Regions from separate parts of the Zea mays genome. Here all the other regions are linked to region 1. Evidence: chromatin contacts called from public Hi-C data. All regions are on one chromosome and are shown on one strand. The core of a region is the stretch at or near the end of the contact, and the rest is flanking DNA. Distances in the headings are between cores, read along the strand shown. Region 1 has its middle 57 kb from the start of LOC103632521. Region 2 holds the start of LOC100193972 (peptidyl-prolyl cis-trans isomerase FKBP43-like). Region 3 holds the start of LOC100194191 (GDSL esterase/lipase).

Region 1 (5,129 bases), core at 1,743-4,242:
CTTTGTTGATACCAGGCAGCCAAGGAACTTGCCCTTCTTCACTCCAAAAACACACTTTTCTGGATTTAGTTTCAAACCAGCTTGTCTGAAGTTGGCAAATGTTTCTTGTAAGTCAGCAATGTGATTCTCTTGCTTCGTGCTTTTTACTATGATATCGTCAACATATGTCAACACATTCCTGCCTATTTGAGAGTGAAGGACCTTGGCTATCATTCTACTGAAGCTTCATCCTGCATTCTTGAGCCCCTCAGGCATCCAAAGGTAGCAATAGGTGCCACTAAGAGTTATGAAGTTGGTCTTTGGCTCATCTTCCTTCTTCATCCAAATTTGATGATAGCATGAATAACAGTCCAATAGACTCATGAGCTCCGAAGAAGCTACTGCATCCACAAGGGAGTCTATCCTTGGCAATGGGAACTCGTCCTTTGGGCATGCCTTGTTGAGATCTGTGAAATCAATACACATTCTCCATTTGCCATTAGCCTTGTTCACCATAATAGTGTTGGCTAACCATTCTCGATATGTTACTTCTGTGATAACACCAGCACTGAGAAGTCTCTTTACTTCGTTCCGAGCACCTTCAGCTTTATCATCACATATCTTCCGAAGTCTTTGCTTCCTTGGCCTGAAGGATGGATCCACATTAAGTGAATGCTCGATGACATCTCTGTTGACACCACAAAGATCATTGGCTGTCCAAGCAAAGACATCTTTGTTGTTGAACAAAAATCTTATCAAAGTTTTTTCCTGCTCATCAGATAACTGAGACACCAGCAATACCCTTTGATCTGCTATGTCTTCACATAAAAGCATAGGCTTCGACTGATCTGCCGAAGCAGCCTTCTCTCTTTTGTGCTTATATTGTTGACAAGCTTCGGCTCCATCTATGTTGTGTATTGCCTTTCAATCTGTCCAACTCCCTTCAGCTCTTCTAGCATCTTCTTGACTTCCATGGACAACAATGTGCCCTTGTTCTGAAGGTATCTTCATGCATAAGTATGCTAAATGAAGTATTGCTTCGAAGGCATTGAGTGTCCCTCGACCAATGATTGCATTATATGGGTATTCCATGTCGACAATGTCAAAAACAACTTGCTTAGTTCTTGTGTTGTGGACATAGCCGAAGGTAACTGGCATTGTGATTTTGCCAAGTGCTACAATCTGCCGTCCTCCGAAGCCGCAAAGAGGGTGTGTAGAATCATGAATCTTGTCCTCTGGTTCTTGCATCTGCTTGAAGGCCTTTGCAAATATAATGTCCACCGCACTTCCTGTATCAACCAGAACATTGTGGACTAGAAATCCCTTGATGACATAAGATATGACCATAGCATCATTGTGAGGATAGTCTTTTAGCTGAAGATCCTCCTGGGAGAAGGTGATTGGGATGTGAGACCACTTGGACCTGACGAAGGGTCCTTGCACCCCAACATGTTGCACTCTTCTCTATGCTTCCTTCTTCTGCTTCTTATTGGCTGGCTCTGCACTTGAATCACCCGTGATTGGGAGCACCAGCTTCGTAGCCAAAGGTGCTACAACTTGGTTGCTGAACGAAGCCATCAGCTCAATTGTGGAAGTGAGTTCACCGGAGGTGGGCGCCAATGTTGGGGACTTGTTCTCAAATGCTATAAGTTAAGAATAAGGCAACATAAAACATTAGTAGTTAAAGTCCTTCGTCCTCCAAAGCATTATCTCCCTTAGGATATAATGATCTTCAGACGAAGGTTATGAAAGACATACCTTCATCATCACAATGAATATTAATGGAAGTAGAAGCATATGAAACATGAGAAATAACATGAATAATCATATGACATCATTAATATGTCTTTATTATATCATGAATATGAACAACATTGAATTACATTTGTACCTTCGGCTTGACAGAAGGCAAAAATCCAAGTGAGACGCGCGAGTGAATATAAGTCAGCGTGAACAGTACGGGGTTACTGTTCATCTATTTATAGGCACGGGACGCAGCCAGGTCGAAATTACATTCATGCCCTTGATAAATAATTATAAATATGACACAAACTATAATGGAGTAATCAGTCTTTTCCTGTTTAAGTCGGTGCAGACCTTCGTCTCAAGGCATGTCACTATGCCGAAGCTCCCTTGATCGTAGCTTCGGCCTGCACCTTCGTGCTGTGTTTGCTTATGTGCCGACCTGCCGAAGGTGTTTTTGCTTAGAGGATCTTCGGCGAAGAAGCAGGCCTCCAACAGTATGATTGTCGCAAGTTTAGTCATAGAAAAATATGCTACAATATAATGTGCTACATAACTTGGAGTCGCCTATGGTGCTGTAACGTGATTTGACTCATTTTATTTGCCCAACTCCTATCTCACCTAGACTCTAATACCCTTTTAACCTTATGCACAAGAAACGGAGAAATCTACGACGATCACATTATATCCAACGGTTTAACTTGGCGACCGTATGTAAACCTTGGAATCTAGCTCCTAAAACCCTAGTCAGTTGAGAAATAATAAAGGAGCCATTATAATTATCTATCTTATTAAAAGAGGCATATTTCCTTTAAATAATTTTTAGGAGACTGTATAAAAAGACCCTTATATGAGTAGTGTATTTATAAATACTTCCTTGAAGTGTCTAAATTAACATAAGTTATATATTAGAAATTACTTTCATAAAAATTACAATTTGGAGTATATAAGTGACATATTCAAAAGCATTTTCATAAATAAAATAATAAATAGATTAATAAAAGTATATTCATGCATTCATATTGAAGTTTTGACTGTGCATTTATTTGGAATTAGGAAACTGGAAACCCAGATTTAAAACTCAATTTAAACCAAATTCGAACTTGGATTTAAATTGAAATAGAAAACAGGAAATTGAAAGGAAATTGGAACTTAAAAACAGAAAAGAAAAAAGAGAGAAGGAACGTGGTCATGGGCCGAATTCAACTTAGCCAACCCAGATCGCCCTCCCGCGCAGCCCACTGCTCCTCTCCCTTTTCCTTTTTTTCTCTTCCCCAATGCCACTGCCGCGTGGGCCTCCCTCGTCAGCTCCATTGTCCTGCTTATCCACCGTAACAAACCATAGCTGCGCGTCGGGATCGGATTTCAGGTAAACCACCGAAGATCCTCGCCATGCGGATGCCTCTAAGCGGCTCCACCTTGGTACGGATATAAGTACCGAGCTCGCCTCCCCCTCTTTGTCCAACCCATTAACCAGCAACGAGAGCCCTGCCGCCAAGCAAGAAGAAGGCAGAGAGGGAAGTAGCTTGCGTCGACCCGCGCCTTGGTTGTCGCCGAGCCTCTGTGAAGCAGCCGTGGTGACTCGCCCAATCATGGCGGATGTGCACATGGCTTAGTCTAGTCTAGTCTAGAGTATCATCTTGGGCGGATGGATTGCTCGCTGAAGCAAATGGACTGCTACAAGACCGCCTCGTGCCACGATCAGGGCCGCTGCGGGGGAAATTGGTTGTGTGGCGTTTGCGTGCCGTGGATGGCATTGGGAGTCAAGGGCTAGCACTTGATCGTCTGGAAGGCATCCGTAGCATCACTTAGCCGGAGGGGGCCTCGGCATCACTAGAATCTCTCGCTGGAATACCAACATCATCGTGGAGCAGTCTGGCCGCGGCGATGCCACCTCCCATCGTCGGTGTGTGCTTCTGCACACAATTCAAGGTAAGATCGACTACCTCGTAATGCCCTTTGTCACCGCATTCTCTTTTCGCTTAGCTGAGGGTCGTGCTGATGGCCGGGGTGCCGTATCAGTAGGGATGAAAACGGTCGGAAACGGTCGGTAAACACTAAAATCATTACCGTTTTCATATTTTTTATCGGAAACAAAATCGAAAACGGTAACTCCGGAAACGGAAACGATATCGGTATTTCGGAAACATCGGAAATGAAAGTTTGGTGCGGAAAATACACCGGTAACGGTCGGAATCTAAAGTACAATCGGTAAATATATCAAACTTCATAATACAACAAAGTTGACAAAAGATCACAAAGACCACAAGTTCACAATTCATGATATAACAAGTTCACAATATAAAAAGTTCACAAGGATCACAAATTTATAATATAAAAAGTGTACAAAGACCACAAGTTCACAATATAACAAGTTCGCAGTATAACAAGTTCATAAAGATCACAAGTTCATAGACTCAAAATTCACAATTCACATTATCCACTCGATCTAGCTGACATGACATGCTTACTTATGAAATATTTTTTTCCTAAAGAGTTTTTCACAACCTCACAGGAAAACCCTAAAACCTAGTTTGTGGAAAAGACCAAATCGTTAATCTCAACTGCCTTCCAACACCATCTATCCAAAAAAAATCTAAAGGTGTCCAAAAAATACAAAAATAAGTAATCCTTATCTAGAGACGTACAGGCGATGCGAAAAATCACATGCTGGAAAATTCCGAAAAATTCCGAGACACAATTCCGAAAAATTCCGAGACACAATTCCGGAAAATTCCGAGACACAAATCCGGTAATTTCCGACAAAAACCGGTAACCGAAGGAAACGGTCGGTAAAACACCACGCCGATTCCGATACCGATAGAAAATTCCGAAAACCGATTCCGTTTTCGAAAAATACCGTTACCGATGAATCCGACCGAAAAATTTCGAAATCGGTTTCCGGAATACCGAAAAATTCCGAAACCGTTTTCATCCCTACGTATCAGCGTATTCCGCGGCTGCGCCATGGCTGCGCTCTGTGTGCCGTTGGGCTTGGGACCAGAGAAGGAGCGCTGGCCAGGTACCGTTGATGCTGCGTTTAAACAGTGGAGATTTGATCGTCAACTGGGGCTGATGGTAGCCGTTGATCTGTCCACTGGTGGCCTAGATTAAATGGAGGGTTAACGCCTCGGCTAAACCATGTTGGACTCTTGATCCTCGACCAACGGTTGAGTCTCGCGCGTCAATATTATAAATCAGGGATCCGTTCTAATCCTGACCGTACGCGAGTGATCCTACGGTCATGACCCAACAATATCCCTTCGATCGCCAATTTGCAAAAGAAACCCCACCTTCCTTTAGAATAAACCCACCGTCCAGCTTGATGAACACCTGAGTCTTAGAAATTTTTATGAAATAGACCCTGTGCTTCTCTGTTTTTGGCGCCCAGTCCAAAACTCACAGAA
Region 2 (5,129 bases), core at 1,915-4,414, 430 kb after region 1:
CACCCCCTGCTCCCCGGCACCGCCAACTACCCCTTCGCCAACAACGTCTGCCCGCCCTACGACGTCGTGTACGACTCCACCGTCGGTCTGCTCATCGCGACACCCAACTCGCGCCATCTCGGACTTCGTCCTCGGATGCAGCCTCGTGTCCGTGCACCAGCCACCGTTGGGCCTCGCGGGCTTCGGCCGTGGCATGCCGTCCGTACCTGCGTAGCTCGGCGTCCCAAAGTTTTCCTACCGCCTCATGTCCGCCGCTTCAACGACAACACCGCCATGAGCGGCTCTCTCGTCCTCGGTGGCACCGAAGGCGGCGAGGGCATGCAGTATGTGCCCTTGGTGAAGAGCGCAACGGGTGACAAGCTATCGTACGACATGTACTACTACCTGGCGTTGAGGGGCGTGACGGTGGGCGAGAAGGCGGTGTGGCTCTCGGTGCGGGCGTTCACGGCCAACGCAGCAGGGTCCGAAGGCGCCGTCGTGGACTCCGGCACCACGTTCACGTACCTGGACCCGACCGTGTTCCAGCCTGTGGCGGACGCGGTGGTGACGGTGGTGGGCAGGCGGTACAAACGGGCCAAGGACACGGAGGTCGGGCTGGGGCTGCACCCCTACTTCGTGTTGCCGCAGGTCGCCAGGTAGTAATCACCGACTTTGGATGCTCCGGGGCTAGAAATGAGGGATACGACCCGACCATCATCCTTGGTAGCTTCTAGCAGTAGAACTACCTCGTGGAGTATGACCTGGAGAAGGAGAGGCTAGGCCCTGGGGTTCTGCTGGCAGACATGCATGTCGTCGTCGGCAACAGGGATCGGAGTGGAGGCTACTAATTACTCCAGAGTACAGTCCACGTAACACTGTAGCAGCAAAGGTCATTCCAAAGCTGGTTATTTGCTCTTTTATTAGTTCTCGTGCTTTGCGGATTGTACTGGTAATAAAAACCTAACCAATCGCATCCTCGAGGCGGTGCTACATGGTTGGTATGTATGATGTGCTGGTATTTCATCCCATTTTTATTGAATAACTGTTTTTATTTACCAGTAGAAAATAAATTATTGCTTATATATGGCTCTCACGTCTGAACTCATTCGGTAGGTCATCAAAGGATTGAAGCCAACAGAGCGTTGTATGCTCCTAAAGTTTGTGGCGAGGTTTTGGTCTTAGTAGTATTTGCTTTCAGTTTATAGATGATCTATGTACCACACTTAAAAGCTGGCGTGGTAGTCGTTTGTTGTTAGCTAATTCCACTACCACACATGAAATTTCTAAGGTTTTAAAATCAACTCAGATTTAGGCAATAAAGAAAAGATTATCGGGTTGGTTTTGTATAGTTGAGCATCACGATATATTTTGTTCGGCTGGTCTTAAAAGGTGCAGAAGATGCAGTCAGGTTGGTTGCTGCTTTACTTGTTCCTTGTAGTTGCTGCTGTAGCACATCCTGTGAATAAATGATTGTCTATTTTATTAGAGTAGTACTTCTTTTTTACGGGTGTATTGCAAAATTTAAGGTATAAAAACCTTTTTATAAAAATGGCAATACCAATTTCAAATATATCTATTTGCACAAATGTACATCCAGCACATCCTTCACAAGTAGCATGTATGTATGGATCTTCTTTGCTTTTCTAATTTGTTACCACCTGATTTTAAGTGTAGGACTGCACTATCCCAATTAAACAAGGTTTATTTATGTGATATATAGGATCCGTAACAACGTACGAGCACCTAAATATTATTTATAAAAATCATATCTCTACTCCTATTAAGAGGCAAAGGAGGGCGTGCACAGGGGCCAAGGCCACGCCCTTCCCCCGGTGCCCCCTCGCCCTTGTTCTCCCAATTGTCGTCCCCGCCCGCTCGTTGCCCCAAAAACCTCGCTGTCGCCCCCCACGAACTCCGTGCCGATAGTTCCGCCCATTCGGGTCGCTCGTCGTTCCATTCCGTCCCCGCCCCCATTCTTCTTGTATACGGCTGATTGCGACCCTCGCCCTCGCCTCCCCACACCACCAAAACTGACCCCCTCCCCCCGCAGCCCGTGCTGCCTCGGGGACGCCGTCGGCGGCGATGCGGCAGGAGCATGCTTGCCCGCTCCACAGGTTCCTCTCGGTGTGTGGCGGGTCTGGCCCACCTCATTGGCTCCTGGTGCCGCGGTCTCCTCTGGGGACGACTCTAAGGGCTGCGACGACCTACTCTGGTGGCACGACCTCATGCGCTGCCATGTCGGCAACGTCTCCGTCACCGTAGCCTAGGCCACCTGGTGTTCGAGGACCTTTTCTCGTAACAGTATAAAACACATTCGTATATAAGCTGCTGTGATATTATATGTTCCCGTTGCAACGCACAGACACTCACCTAGTTAATACATAAAAAATAAAATAAGTAGAGGAGGAGCCCAACCAGCCTAGCACGTACAGGTTCAGAATAGAAAACAAATAAACAATCCAACATCATATTGAGGGAGCTCGTTCATGTCTCCATGAACAAATAAAAATGCTAATATGCTACGGAATTGATAGGCGCTAGATTAGAATAGAATGCTGTGTGCGGTCTGCAGTTTACTACAAAATCAAAACGTACCTCAAAAGGGAAAACAATGGATTGGTCCGTTGATTGCTGATTGGGCTGTCGTCGGCGGATGAATCATGTCAAGTACAAGTCAAACTGTGGCAGAAATCAGGATCAAGGAATGGAGGCACACGCCCGACGTCTCAGGCAGGAGCAGCGACGGCGTACGGATCGCGACTGCCTACGGGATGAAGTCTCTAGGGTTTTTCCTAGATGGGCATTATATAATTTAATTGATAGATATGCCTCATACGTTAACCAAATAACGCAGCACAAGCAGGCTATCGTGGCGCAAATATATTGTATTATATCGGCCAGCCAAAGATTGCGGTAGCAACTTATAAACCTTCCTGCTACAGAGGAAGCCGTCAGCTCATGTAATCAGCTCTTGGTATTGTCAACTTGTGTCGAATTTTTGCGCGCGCGGATGGGACGGGGTGAAAAGGGCACGACTAGCAGGTTAGTATGGCGATGGACGATCAAGATTGAACAACCGCGATGAACGATCCAGATTGAACGAAGACAGAACAGCAGACTACCCTTACCGGCTTAATAAGTATTAGAGATTATTTGACTATTTGCCCTCGGCCATCATCAATAAACCCCTTTTCTCCTATCCCTGCACTCCCCCCCCCCCCCCCCCCCTGCTGCCCCGCGCCGAAGCAGGTGTGGCGGCGCTGCGAGCCTGCAACCATCTCCGCAGACTCCGCTGCGACTCATCTGGGCTACGACCCACGTCAAGGTACATCTATTCCCGCCGGCCGTCGTCGCCTACCTAACCCTTGTCCCTCGCCGCCGACTCCCAAACCTCACACTCGACCAGCGCGCCGCCTCCCGGGTGATTGCTTGATACTATTGTTCTTGTACAGCTTAACATGTCCTTTTCGTGGATTGGCTGCAGGCTGCTAGTTGCGTTCGTTGGAGTTGCGGCTTCCGCGAATCCCCCAATCCATCCCAGTCATGGCGTTCTGGGGTGAGCGTCCTTGCCATGTTTAGTTTGTTTCATCTGTTATCTGCTTGGCACGCGATGAATTGTCCGATTGATGGATGCAGGGGTGGAAGTGAAGCCCGGGAAGCCCTACACCCACATCCATCACGCTGACCATGGCCGCCTCCGCATTTGCCAGGTTGGGCTTTTTTTCCTTCAAACTTGTCATTTGTCCAATCAGTGACAGAGCTTGCATGTAAATCCAGCAGGAGTTCAACAATGAACTACGATTGATAGATTGAGTATTTACAAAGGTTAGCTAGTTGATGATGTGTACATCTAGTGGAGTTTGCCTCACTGAAGCACTGCCCCTATGTCCAACTAACGTGTGACTTTTGCCCTTTGTAGTTTCCTACTCCTATGCTTTGGTTTTGTTGGCATGGGTATATGTTCTGTTTGATTTCTATCTATCATGTTTCATAACAGAGAAGGTCTTGAAATCAGGATGGTATATTCTATGAGTGTAATTGCTTTTGATTGTCTTCTGATGCAGAAATGTTTTCCAGTCAGCCTATTTGGTTACATGACCTTGCTACATTAAAATCAATAAAAAAAATATGGTTATACTGCATTAAACGAAGCTTGTTTGAACTAAACATTAAGATCGATATAAAATTTAGATTTACACTGCACTAAATGGAGCTGAATGCCTTGTTAGTTCCTTTTCATTTGGTTACTATATGATACTTCAGTTAACTATTCCTATCTTGCCGCTGGAATTGAATGAATGTACTTGGGAGGGATCAAAACTTCAATTCTAAGCACCACCCTTTTTAACAGTATCGAATGTGTCTGTAACTAAATCTTTTAATTTTTATAGGCTACACTGGGCAACTGTGATGCTGCTGCAAGGACGGTGCTGCAATGCAATGTTGGCAACAAGATTCCCATCAAACTTTGTAGTCTAAATCCGAAATTGGCCGAGACATGCCATCTAGAGGTTGAGTTTGAGGAGGTTGATGATGTTATCTTCTCAGTAATTGGTCATAGTTCGATACATCTCTCTGGATACTATGTCTGTGCAAGCAACAGGTCTAATGTGGGGGATGATGAATCGTATCCATTTCAATAGTGTAATGTCTTTGTTTCAATTATGTAACTTTCAGACTGTGAAGTCATCCTTAACATGTAACTAGAGAATCTTATGGGGAAGATATTGGGCACTCCAGCACCGATGAGGAGCATGATACCAGTGAGGACAGCTATGAATCTGACTTCATTGATGATCGTGAAGTTCCATTATCTGAGAAGTATGGGTCTGGTTCTATAGATGACAGTGATGATGAGTGCACCCAACGATGCCACAGACAAAAAGGTAAAAGGTTGATCCATGTAACTGGTTTTACTATTTGATATTTGTCTGGACCTGATCCTACATATCTTGAACCATATGTACCTGCATTGAACCAGAATATTGTACTGTTGGACAATCACTTAGATAGCTTCTGACTTTGATGTGAATTTAACATTGCCTTTGTTGTTATATTCTTACTATTACCATTATACTTAATTTCTTTCTTTATGTGTGCTTATCTGTCTAAGCAGTTTTCTTAAAGGGGTGATACTAGAGTGTCCTATG
Region 3 (5,129 bases), core at 1,764-4,263, 390 kb after region 1:
ATAAGACACACATGTTCATTGCTTGTTGCGCATGTGCGTTGTAAGCATCCATGTACTCTGATTGTTGTCGGATAAGTGCTACTTGTTGTCACCGCATCTCTTCACGAAACCTTTCTTGCTGCTCCCTCACAGCCTCCTCCATGCTCGAGCGTCGACTATGGTTGCTACCACAACCCGCCTGCGACGAAGAGCCCCCACGAGACCGCAACTCCATCGAATCGATCACAACGGTAAATATAGAATACCTTGAAAAACAAGAAAATTAGCTATTCGGTCATAGTTTGATTCTTATTGAAAAAATTCACAAGTTCATACCATCCATGAGTCGGGTCACAAAATCGAGTATACTCACATATGTGTGTTCATGCAATGACTCTTCAGAGTTTTTAGTAGCTTAAAAACCTCAAAACCTTTGGTGTGGGAAGATCCTTAGAGCTGAGGTTCAACTATGGACATAACGAATCTAGCATTTCATGCATCGCATCACCGCTAGCCTAATCATTGTTCTCCTCTTCTACATTCGGGCTGGGTACTACCTCACCATGATTTTCCCACACCTCATATTCGGGCATAAATCCAAACTGATAGAGATCTAGGATAATTATTTCCTTATTAAGGAATGTACTATTTTCATGTCGCCTACAAGGTGATCTGACAGTGCCGGTTAATGACAAGGAGAACGTACGGTCTACAAAATGTTTGGCCTTGGTTACCCACTCATCAGAATGACATCTATTACTACTCCAACCATTGTACATTCATTCACGACCTTCTGACATGCCTGAGGCTATTAAAGCGGACCATATCATAAAAACTTTATTCAACTTTCACAAGGGCTTCGATCCTACATCTATAGGCAAGGATAGGTCCTGAACCCATCCAACAGTGACCGACAGAACACGTATTTATGACAAGCCAACATGATCTGAAGAAAATTTCGATAGCATAACCTCGTTGTTCTCTAGCTGCACGCCAAGTATGGTGCAGTGGAGAACAGTGAGGTTATGCCACCGAAATTTTCTTCAGGTCCTACTGACTTGTCATAAATCAGCGTCATGTCGGTCACTCCGAGGCTATCCATAATAGGGACAATTTCATATGGATACGTCTCACATATGTCAAGCACGTGAGACGAACCTATCTGAAACGAGTGACACATAAGTTTCGCTATAAAAACAATACTATAACACATGCTAATAAGGAAATGACTAAAATAATAATATAACACACTTATCAACCTAAATAATAAAGCATGTTACTATGAAATTAAATTAAAACATCTCTAAACTCTAAAACCAAATTAAATGTGCTGTTAATGGAATCAAACTAAAGAATAACTCATGTTAATATGAAATTTAAGTTAAACGTTATATTAGTTAATAGAATCAAACAATATTTGAACGGTCTAATCAAATAACAACTAACTAACCATACATAATAAAAAATGTCTAATCAAACAATAAATACAGTATTAATCATTAATTTCGGCGTCTAATTAAAATCGGCCACCAAAAATAAATAATAAAATGCAAACAAAATATTAACCTCTTGCAGCCGGTGTCACGATGGTGATGGTGAACAGACGGAGTCACAGTCGAGGACGAGGGCTGCGTGGTGAGGCAAGTGTGGCTTGCACTGGAGGCGGCGCTGCGGCACAGCGAGGAGGGCCCAGCAAGGCACTAGCGGTCAGGGCGGGGCCAGTGCGGCGAGCCAGCGTGGATTCTCGACGAGGAGAGTGCGGCGTGGCGGTGGCGCACGACCATGGGCTTCCGGCGAGGAGGGCGCGGACGGGGCCGGCTGGAGGCGGCGCTATGCGGCGGTGGCGACCGCGGGTGGGGGCAACACGGCGTGATATGGCAGGTGTCGAGAAAGGCCACAGTGCGTGGCGCACAGAGACGACATGGGGAAAGTGCACGTGGGAAGAGAGAGAAAGAGGAGGTCACGGGGCCTATAAAAACGTTAACCTTCGGTGGCCATTGAGGTGGCTACTGAAAATACGTTAACTTTCTGCGATTAGAGCATCTCCAATAGTTATGTAAATTTAGCACCCTAAATTATAGATTTAAGAAGTTCCTAAAATACTTTAAGAAGTAGAAAAATGTATGTGCTTCAACAGTTCCCTATTTATTGGTTGCTAATTTTAAAAGTTGTCTATGTCAATATAAAATAAGCGAGCATGCTTTCTATTTTTAACTGAGTCGGCGGTAGAAATCAATATCAACAATCTTCTCTGATGTCTTGAGAGGTCGAAGTTACCGATGGAAGATCAGACCGTCACGGTGATGGCGTGAAGACATCACAGGATGTGCTCTGACGACGCCTCGACGTAAGAGGTTGTGTAGCAGTGACGACATCAAGACATCTGGGCGCTCCCGATGGATTTGTGGTCAACAGGACAGTGGGACAACGCAAAACAATGGTAAAAGTGTGATTTTCACGATGGATTTATTACCAACGTTGATTTAGGGAGTCCCAACAAGGTTGGTAAATGTAGGGATGAAATTGAGTTTTGTAGGGAGTTTGTAAATTTAGGGAACTGATTTACATAACTGTTGGAGAAGAGTTTTTCTTGAAAACTTGTTAAATTCATATTTAAGGATTTGTTTACATAACTATTGGAGATGCTCTTATGTACCATGCCGTCGTTTTTACATTAAATTTCGACGATTTTTGTTAGCCGACGAAAATTAAAATTTATTTTCGATGACTGAAATTTGGTCGGCGAAAATAATGCCAACCGGCGAAAATGGTTGTTCCTCTTGTTGTGGCATATAAATCTATCAAATCAGAATATTGCAGCAACGTCGAAAGCTGCCGCCCCAGCCGGCCTTATTATTGCACATGCACACACGACACGATGACGAGGACCTGCTCATTTTTGTTTTCCCCTTCTAGCAGTCAACGACTATTTATGCGTGCCCGGCAGAGAATCAGTAGGGAGATACGATCAGTCAACTCGCACGGCCTCGACTATAAGGAGGAGCACGTAGCTGATCCCTTTTCACCCACCAAACTCCACACAACTCACAGCTTTTTCAGTGTGGGCTAGTAGTAGGTAGCTGTATTAGAAGTTTAGAACCAGTGACCCACCGTGGTGGTGGTGGTGGGCTACAGCCACTCAGCCATGTCGTTGCTGCCGTGCCTGCTCGTGCTATCGTCCCTGCAAGCGCCGGCCATCGTCGCTGCTTCTGCAGCTGCAGGTGGCCGACCGCCGGCGATGTTTGTGTTCGGGGACTCCACGCTGGATGTGGGCAACAACAACTACTTGGCGGGGCCGGGCGTGCCCCAGGCCAACAAGCCCTACTACGGTATCGACTTCCCGGGCTCCGTTCCCACTGGACGATTCAGCAATGGCTACAACATCGCTGACTACCTCGGTAACAAAACAATACATTTCCTGCATGTTTTTATTTTTTTGTATACGCGCTACATACATGCTTGCATGGATGTGCAGCAAAGAGCATGGGGTTCGCGTCTAGTCCTCCGCCATACCTGTCGTTGGCACCTAGCACCGGCCGTCTGGTCCTCACAGCTCGTGGCAGCGGTGTCAGCTATGCTTCCGGAGGAGCTGGGATCCTCGACTCCACTGTAATACAGTAGTGTTATTTCATTCATGCATCGTGTGTGTGTGTTTATCAGATATAGCGAGATCAAAAATGTAATTACGACCTGAAATGCAGAACGCGGGCAACAACATCCCATTGTCGAAGCAGGTGCAGTACTTCAAGTCCACCAAGGCACAGTTGGTCACGAAGCTGGGCTCCCGTGCGACCCACCTCCTGCTCTCCAGGTCCGTCTTCCTCTTCAGCGTCGGCAGCAACGACCTATTCGTCTTCGCCACCGCGCAGGCGTCTGCGCACAACAACAAGTCAGCTGCCGACCAGCAGCGTGACGTCGCCACGCTCTACGCAAGCCTCATCTCCAACTACTCAGCAACCATCACTGTAAGTATGCACTCCTATGTATTCCGTACGCATGTGGCGGATCGGAGCAATCAAGAAGATCGATATATACATTACATCCATCATTCATGCACTGCAGGAGCTGCACACCATGGGCGCGAGGAAGTTCGCCATCATCAACGTGGGGCTGCTCGGCTGCGTCCCCGTGGCGCGGCTGTCCGGCGGGACGAAGACGGGCGCGTGCTTGGACGGCCTGAACGAGCTCGCGTCGGGCCTGGACGACGCCCTCGCGGTCCTGCTCGCCAGCCTCGCCTCCCGCCTGCCGGGCTTCACCTACTCGCTCGCCGACTACTACGGCCTGTCGATGGCCACCTTCGACGACCCGGGGGCGTCGGGGTACACGGACGTCGCCGACGCGTGCTGCGGGGGCGGGAGGTTCGGCGCCGAGGCGGACTGCCTGCCCAACGCCACGGTGTGCAGCAACCGCGACCAGCACGCGTTCTGGGACAGGGTGCACCCTTGCCAGCGCGGGGCGATGCTCACCGCGCAAAACTTCTACGACAGCCGCCCGGGCCGATACACAGCGCCCATCAACTTCAAGCAGCTGGCTTCCACCAGTTTATGAATTATGATGATCTTCATATGGATAGAACAAAGGAAAACCACCGTACGTCGAGTATATACACAGGGCCTATCCTTAATTATTATCCCTTAATTAATTTATTTTCCAACCTTCAAGTTTATACGTATAGTATATTTAATGTCTATGGAACACTATGTAACAATAATATGAAAGTTTTTTTGACCTGAAATTGTAAGAGAAACCCTCAAGCTCAAAGCATGCGGTGGATTTAATTTTCACAGACGGATTCAGTCGCCAGTGTTATTTGTAATAGCGGTTACTTAATAAAACCGACACTAGAAATCATATTTCTACATACGGTTCGTTAAGAAGACCGTCTATTGAAATTCATGAATTCTAGTGGCGATTTTTTATGAAACCGTCACTAGAAATCGAATTCTAGTGACGGTTTTCATAAGAAACCGTAGCCACAAACAACCTCGAATGATAAAACTAACAATATAAAAGTTGTAAATCTTGAAAAGTTATAAAACTTTGTAGTTGACAACCTTTTCATTTGAAATCACCTCGGCTCTCAAAAATTGCATTCGAATTTGTGAAATTCAAAATGCAAATTTTGCAAACAACCTCGGATAGAAAAAGTA

Evidence for each region. Hi-C and Micro-C count contacts between places; a contact is called where the count stands out from the background.
Region 2: a contact with region 1 is called in a Hi-C map of leaf, with 5 times the contacts expected there. The contact joins the promoter of LOC100193972 here to the enhancer-like site in region 1. A contact is called at or near these places in 3 of 25 Hi-C or Micro-C datasets (ear, endosperm and leaf).
Region 3: a contact with region 1 is called in a Hi-C map of leaf, with 4 times the contacts expected there. The contact joins the promoter of LOC100194191 here to the enhancer-like site in region 1. A contact is called at or near these places in 2 of 25 Hi-C or Micro-C datasets (ear and leaf).

The regions. Positions count from the first base shown.
Region 1 is chr7:83,864,874-83,870,002 of Zm-B73-REFERENCE-NAM-5.0, forward strand. No RefSeq gene overlaps it. Among protein-coding and RNA genes, the nearest start is that of LOC103632521, 57 kb to the left of the region's middle. Within about 2 kb of position 2,993, at least 13 of the 20 cell types and tissues checked have an H3K27ac peak or open chromatin away from gene starts, as enhancers often do. A contact at or near this core is called in ear and leaf, where this site is marked.
Region 2 is chr7:84,299,463-84,304,591 of Zm-B73-REFERENCE-NAM-5.0, forward strand. LOC100193972 (peptidyl-prolyl cis-trans isomerase FKBP43-like) reads left to right here and starts at 3,165. Exons shown (of 11, transcript NM_001139040.2): 1 at 3,165-3,304; 2 at 3,464-3,535; 3 at 3,616-3,689; 4 at 4,371-4,606; 5 at 4,687-4,865. The coding sequence starts at 3,523. It also overlaps the pseudogene LOC103633970.
Region 3 is chr7:84,251,821-84,256,949 of Zm-B73-REFERENCE-NAM-5.0, forward strand. It overlaps LOC100194191 (GDSL esterase/lipase), which reads left to right and starts at 3,014. Exons shown (of 4, transcript NM_001139236.1): 1 at 3,014-3,377; 2 at 3,455-3,588; 3 at 3,681-3,944; 4 at 4,042-4,781. The coding sequence starts at 3,125. The coding sequence ends at 4,527. LOC103632524 (a long non-coding RNA gene) reads right to left here and starts at 1,903. Exons shown (of 5, transcript XR_555993.3): 1 at 1,546-1,903; 2 at 12-245.